2 separate regions of the Sus scrofa genome follow, and region 1 is linked to region 2. A link is a contact called in public HiChIP or PLAC-seq data. All regions are on one chromosome and are shown on one strand. The core of a region is the stretch at or near the end of the contact, and the rest is flanking DNA. Distances in the headings are between cores, read along the strand shown.

Region 1 (3,149 bases), core at 11-2,510, 690 kb after region 2:
AGCCACCTCCAAGCCCAGGGCAGCCCAAGATGTGGCACTTCTGGAAGGGACACAAACTGAGCAAAGGAACATCCAGAAAGGGCGGGGGGGCGTTCTTTACAATTTCCTGCTGACATCACTTGCTGCCTGGAAAATGACCCTCAGAGGCTGATCCCTACAGTGGAGACGCACCCCAGCCCCGCCTCCCTTTGCCCACCCCCTCCGCGCCTTCCCAGCAGGGCTCCTGCTCTGGACAAGTTCTGTCCCTAAATTGAACCTAACCCTGCTCAACCTCCTGTCGCCACTCCCAGGAGGCTCCCGCGGCGCACTGAGCATGCCCTGTGGCCTGGGTCTTGGTGGGGGGGTCACCTCCAGGAAGGTCTCCAGGCCCGGAGATGGGCCGGGTTGTGTGCCTGAGTGGGCGCCCCACAGGGGTGCGTGAAGAAAAGACCGCGCGACGGCGTGCAGAGTGACCAAGTTAGCCGGCGCGAGAAAACTTTCCACGCTCCTTCTCCCCACCCCCACTCCGCAGGGGCGCGTCTCTCCGAGGAGCTTGCCTTTCCCAGCCCGGCGGAGACAAGCACGGCACGTGATGGGCAGAAATAAAAATAAACACTTCCCATTCCCCGCCCGCGAGGGCCACCCCCACTCGGCGCGCTGCGGACAGCAAGGGGCGCCGTGCCCGGAGCCGCCCCCCCCGCCGCCGCCGCCGCCGCCAGGAACCCCCAGCCCCTGAGCCGCCGCCTGGACGGCCACCGGGCCCGCCGGCTCAGAGCAGTGGCCACGCTCCTGCCCGCCTCGGCGCCTACCTTTCGGATTTGGTGAACTTCCGGAATGCCTGTCGGAGGTCGTGGAAGGACCTGTACGTCTGCGGCTCGGCCGAGATGCCCTGTGCCCGGGTGGTCCGGGGGCCGATGTGGGTCGAGGGCACGGGCAGCACCGACTGACATTTATGGAGCTTCCTCTTCAGCTCCTGGATTTCTTCCTCCTTCTCTGACAGCCGCTTCTCCAGCTCTTTGATCCTCTCCTCCTTGAGCATGAGAATCTTGGCAAAGTCTTCCTCCAGCTCACTCATTTTTTCCCTGAGCCCCTCTGCAAAACTTTTTCTCGGGCGGCGGCGGCGGCTGGGACGGCAGCCGGGAGAGGCGAGCGCGGAGTGAGTGAGTGAATGGGCGCTAAGTACTCGAGCGCAGCGGAGTGCTGCCCCTAATGCGCAGCGAGAAGCCGATTTCTTCGATCCACTTCTGCTGAATGGACTGAAAGCACCGAGGGGAGGATGAGAAGTCTAAAAGCGATGGAGAGGAGAGGCAGAGTGCTAATCCCCAGCCTCTCCGGGGAATAGGTGATTATCTTTCATTGAGAAACCAATTAGAGCTGCCCTTCCTCCCCTGAGACCCCCCCTCCCCCGTCCCCCTTTCCCAATCACTTCGTGAGAACACGGCGCAGGCCACCCCACCGAGAGCCTGGTTTCTAGCTGGGAGGGTTGGACCAGTGAGCCTGGTCTCACCCCATCACACAATAATCACTCTTCCACGCTATATGGTACCAAAGGAAAGGGGTGGGGTGGGGTAGGGGGGGAGCTTTATGCCACTTGATCCTTGAAATAGCAACAATTACCATGTGATCTGGCAGATGACGCAGCGCTTGTAACTGGAGCCTAAAGACTTTGTGGGGTGTGTGTGTGTGTGTGTGTGTGTGTGTGTGTGTGAGTGAGAGAGAGAGAGAGAGATTTCATAAGTCTTAAACTGCCTTTAGACAATAACCTGCATGAATTCATCGTCTTCACCTTTTCTTATCTGCTCTGGATGGTGAGGGAGGGTATGTGTGAGTATGTGTTTCTTAATGTGAAGCCCCGTGGTTGTGACCCTAAGTAATGAGAATGACAGGGCACTAGCAGGTCTAGGTTTTTTTCAGCATAAAATGGTAGTGGAAATAGTAAACTAAAATTGTTGGTGGGGAAGTTGGGTGAATATGCATAATGAGTCAAACGTTTACCGAGAAGAAGGCCATGAATTGATTGTAAACTTCTTAGACTTTGGATTTTATTTCTTTGGCTATAGTTAAAATTTGTATATTGAGCATACAAATTATATCGCAGTACCATTCTGTTTGGTTGTGAAGTGAGGGCCACCAGTGTTAAACTACTAGCTCATCCTACAATTCCAGTTTTAGGGAGAAATAGGGTCTGCCATTCTCATTTGTCCCTCACCTATTCATCCATCACCACAGCCTCTGCTAAAGGGATTTTTATCCACACTGGAACCGAGAGTATTTGTGATTCCTGCACTTAATTTTTTAATATATGTCACAAGGAGCATTTTCATAATATAAACCACTGTTTAAGAGTTTGGGTATATAGGAGGAGCATTTCTTCAGGTAATGATCCACAAATTAATGCATCTTTTTTCAAAGGAAAAACATAGGTGCAAAGTAAGATATCAAAGTGATTTTGTAGAAATAATAATTTTTAAGAAGAAAGATCAATGTACAACCACTGTACTTTTTAAAACATTTTATAATGATTTTTATTTTTCCATTATAGCTGATTTGCAGTGTTCTGTCAATTTTCTACTGTATGGCAAGGTGACCCAGTCACACATACATGTATACGTTCTTTTTTTATATTAGTTAATGGATTTTATTACATTTATAGGTGTACAGCAATCATCACAACCAAATTTTACAGCATTTCCATCCCAAACCCTCAGTGGGTCGAGGGTTTTTTTCCTCACATTGTCATGCTCTATCATAAGTGACTAGATATAGTTCCCAGTGCTACACAGCAGGATCTCATTGCTTATCCACTGGCTACTTATTAATAAAAATGTTTTTGCTTCATTGAAACACTGAAGTAAAGGAAAAGCAGTCATCTACTTTGGTTTATAAATAAACCCTAAAATATATTTTATTCTGAAGATTTATACTGTTAGTTCTACTCATCTAATTGTTTTAAATTAAAAGCATTTTAAGCCATATTGAACTTCTTAAGCTCATCAGTTGCTCAAGACTGGCTACCGTCTACTCATATTTGAGAAAAGGGTTTCTGTCTTTACATTTAGTATTCTATTACTTCTATCTATGGAAAACTTAATCTGTTTATAGTCCTTTTAGAAAGGCTCAAAATAATTGACATTTAAGAATACATTAGAAAAAAACTTTTCTCACCTTCA
Region 2 (3,376 bases), core at 443-2,942:
AATAGCTGTTAGGCTGGGTGACTGGTAACTATTAATTAATAGTTAATTAATTAGTCTTTTTAGGGCTGCAGCCAGGGCAAATGGAGGTTCCCAGGCTAGGGGTCAATTCAGAGCTATAGCTGCTGGCCTACACCATAGCCACAGCAATGCCAGATCCTTAACCCACTGAGCAAGGCCAGATATCAAACCTTCAGCCTCAGAGATGCTAATCAGATTCCTTTCTGCTGAGCCACAATGAGAACTCCCCAAACTGGTAAAAATTTAGATGGTAAATCTGCCACATAGCAGAATCACCAAACTCACAATTCCCTGAAAGATACAGATAAAGGCCGGACGCACAGGTCCCTAGGTTGTTTCTTTAGGAAGAATACATACACTCAGGTGGAGGATGGCAACTTCAGGCTAGGCAATTACCTCACCACCTACCAATCAGAAGAATGTCTGATCAGACTCTGTCCCTTGAACAATTACTCTAAGACTCTTCACTACCCTCTCCAGGGTGGGACACGATCTTGAAGGCATTAGCCAGCTGCTGCCCCCTTTGCCTGGCAAAGCAATAAAACTGTTCTTTTCTGCTTCATCCAAAACTCTGTCTCCAAGATTCAATTCAGTGCTGGTGTAGAGGCCAGGATTTGGCTACACTATGTCCAAGGCTATTTTAAAGAACTATTAAAACACTTGAAGGTAGGAGTTCCTGTTGCCGCTCAGCAGGTTAAGAACCTGAGTAGTATCCGTGAAGATGCAGGTTCGATTTCTGGGCTCACCCATCAGGTTAAAGGATCTGGCACTGCTGTGAGGTGTGGTGTAGGTTGCAAACAAGGTTCAGATATGGCGTTGCTGTGGCTGTGGTGCAGGCCTGCAGCTCCGGCTCCCAATCTACCCCTAGCCTGGGAACTTCCATATGCCACAGGTGTGGCCCTAAAATAAACAAACAAACAAAACACTTGGCAAGGTAAATGGATGCTTTGTAGCTAAACCCTCATACTCATTTTATATCTATGCATTGAACTATGATACCCAAGAGACAACATTTTTTTTTTTCTTTTTTTTTTTTGCTTTTTTTGGAGCCACACCTGTAGTATATGGAAGTTCCCAGGCTAGGGGTAGATTGGGAGCTGGAGCTGCCAGCCTACCACACAGCCACAGCAACAGCAATGCCAGATCTGAGTCGAGTCTGCCAACTACACAGCTCATGGCAATGCCAGATTCCTAACACACGAAGAAAGGCCAGAGACTGAACTCACATCCTTGGGTTCATAATTGCTGAGCTACAACAGAAGTCCCTGTAACACAATTGTTTGGTGAAACAAAGTTTCATAATCCCCTCAAAGGCGCATATAGAATAAGATGATTCTCTGCTTAAGAGTTAATAAAGCTTAGGCTGAAACAATGCAGTCCTCAGACATGCAACAATCTATATAAGTAATTTTAATTTTTCTAAATAACCACATTGAAAAAATGGAGTGATACTTATGTTAAAATATATTTTATTTAATCTAATGCGTTAAAATATCACTTCAACATGGAAACAATAAAAAATATTTGTTTTTATACTTAGTTTTCAAAATCTTGCACTCATTTTACAAGTATAGTACATATCAATTAGAATGCTAAATTTTAACCGAAAATAATTTTTAAATTTAATAAATTTTTATCATTATAAAAGCTTCCCTATCATAATAGAAGTGGTGAAATCATTGCTTCAGTTTATAATAATCAGAACCAATCTAAATGCCTCCCAGTATAAGAATGGTTAAATTTAATTTATACTCTGTAGCCAGAAATATTATTAATAGTAATACTGGTTAATGTTATTAATAAAAAATATTATTATGAATATAGTTCGACTGCCGAGTGCTTGTACAAAGAGAAACTTGTAAGGGCCAGACACCTATCCACAGCGGTTCCCTGAAGCTATGAGATGGGGGTGGGGATGGAGCTGGCGCACGCTTTCGGCTTGCATTTCTGTGTATTTTCCAAAAATGCTCTTCTAAAACGGAAATATTATTTTGTATTTTAAGAAGCAAATCCCAAATTTTCTTTGAAACACGACTACACTCTTCCCTCGTTGTCTGTACTGTGATTTTAAATATAGCTTAATTACACTATAATACTGCTATTTGGAAATACTTGTATCGGAAAGAACACACCGCCTTAGTCGCTTTCAGTTAGCGGTTTCCCGCCGGGCAAACGGAAGCAAAACCGCCCGTGACGTCACGGTAGGCGGCCGCTCCTCGTTACCATGGTGAAGTCTACGCGGCCATCTTTACTGTGGTCCTCCCGCACTAAGCTTTTCCTGGCCGAGTTGGTACCGCGCGGTGCAAAGTCTGTAAAAATAAGAGGTGAGAAGGGAATCTCGCGCCTCAGTGAAAGTCCAGGGGCAGAAAACGTTAGTTTAGTTACTGGAACGTAGAGGTGTAAGTGCCACGGACTAGCGGAACTATTTCAGCAGAGTACTGCTGTTTCCGCCCGGATTCTGAAAACCGCTTCCGTTGCTCGGCGGAAGTGTGGGTCGCCAGAGGACGGCTCTTGGAAGAATCCGCTCTCCGGCGTGTGTGCACAGCCGGAATCATGTCGAGTTTGGCGGTGAGAGACCCGGCAATGGATCGATCACTGCGTTCCGTGTTCGTGGGGAACATTCCGTATGAGGCAACTGAGGAGCAGTTAAAGGACATTTTCTCCGAGGTTGGTTCTGTTGTGAGTTTCCGGCTGGTATACGATAGAGAGACGGGAAAACCTAAAGGTTATGGCTTCTGTGAGTACCAAGACCAGGAGACCGCGCTTAGTGCCATGCGGAACCTTAATGGGCGGGAGTTCAGCGGGAGAGCGCTTCGGGTGGACAATGCTGCCAGCGAAAAGAACAAGGAGGAGTTAAAGAGCTTAGGGCCTGCAGCCCCCATCATTGACTCTCCCTATGGAGACCCCATCGATCCAGAAGACGCCCCCGAATCAATTACCAGGGCAGTCGCTAGTCTCCCCCCGGAGCAGATGTTTGAGCTGATGAAGCAGATGAAGCTTTGTGTCCAAAACAGTCATCAGGAAGCTCGAAATATGTTACTTCAGAACCCTCAGCTGGCTTATGCGCTGTTGCAGGCACAAGTAGTGATGAGAATCATGGATCCAGAGATTGCTCTGAAAATTTTGCATCGCAAAATACATGTCACACCACTCATCCCAGGCAAATCTCAACCTGTCTCTGGCCCGGGCCCGGGCCCTGGCCCTGGCCCTGGACTCTGCCCAGGACCTAATGTTCTGCTGAACCAGCAGAATCCTCCAGCCCCTCAGCCTCAGCATTTGGCCAGAAGACCTGTGAAAGACATCCCTCCTCTGATGCAGACCCCTATCCAGGGTGGAATTCCAGCCCCAGGGCCAATTC

Evidence for each region. HiChIP or PLAC-seq counts read pairs in DNA pulled down with a chosen protein or histone mark.
Region 1: an H3K27ac HiChIP or PLAC-seq map of skeletal muscle shows a contact between it and region 2, with 5 times the contacts expected there. The contact joins the promoter of PRKG1 here to the promoter of CSTF2T in region 2. A contact is called at or near these places in 2 of 47 Hi-C or Micro-C datasets (embryonic fibroblasts and psoas muscle) and 1 of 2 datasets of contacts at active chromatin or transcription factors (skeletal muscle).

Annotation. Positions count from the first base shown.
Region 1 is chr14:98,791,820-98,794,968 of Sscrofa11.1, forward strand. PRKG1 (protein kinase, cGMP-dependent, type I) reads right to left here and starts at 1,261. Exons shown (of 18, transcript NM_001044574.2): 1 at 789-1,261. The coding sequence starts at 1,054.
Region 2 is chr14:98,103,265-98,106,640 of Sscrofa11.1, forward strand. CSTF2T (cleavage stimulation factor subunit 2 tau variant) reads left to right here and starts at 1,693. Exons shown (of 1, transcript XM_005671248.3): 1 at 1,693-3,376. The coding sequence starts at 2,572. All of the region lies in intron 3 of PRKG1 (protein kinase, cGMP-dependent, type I), which reads right to left.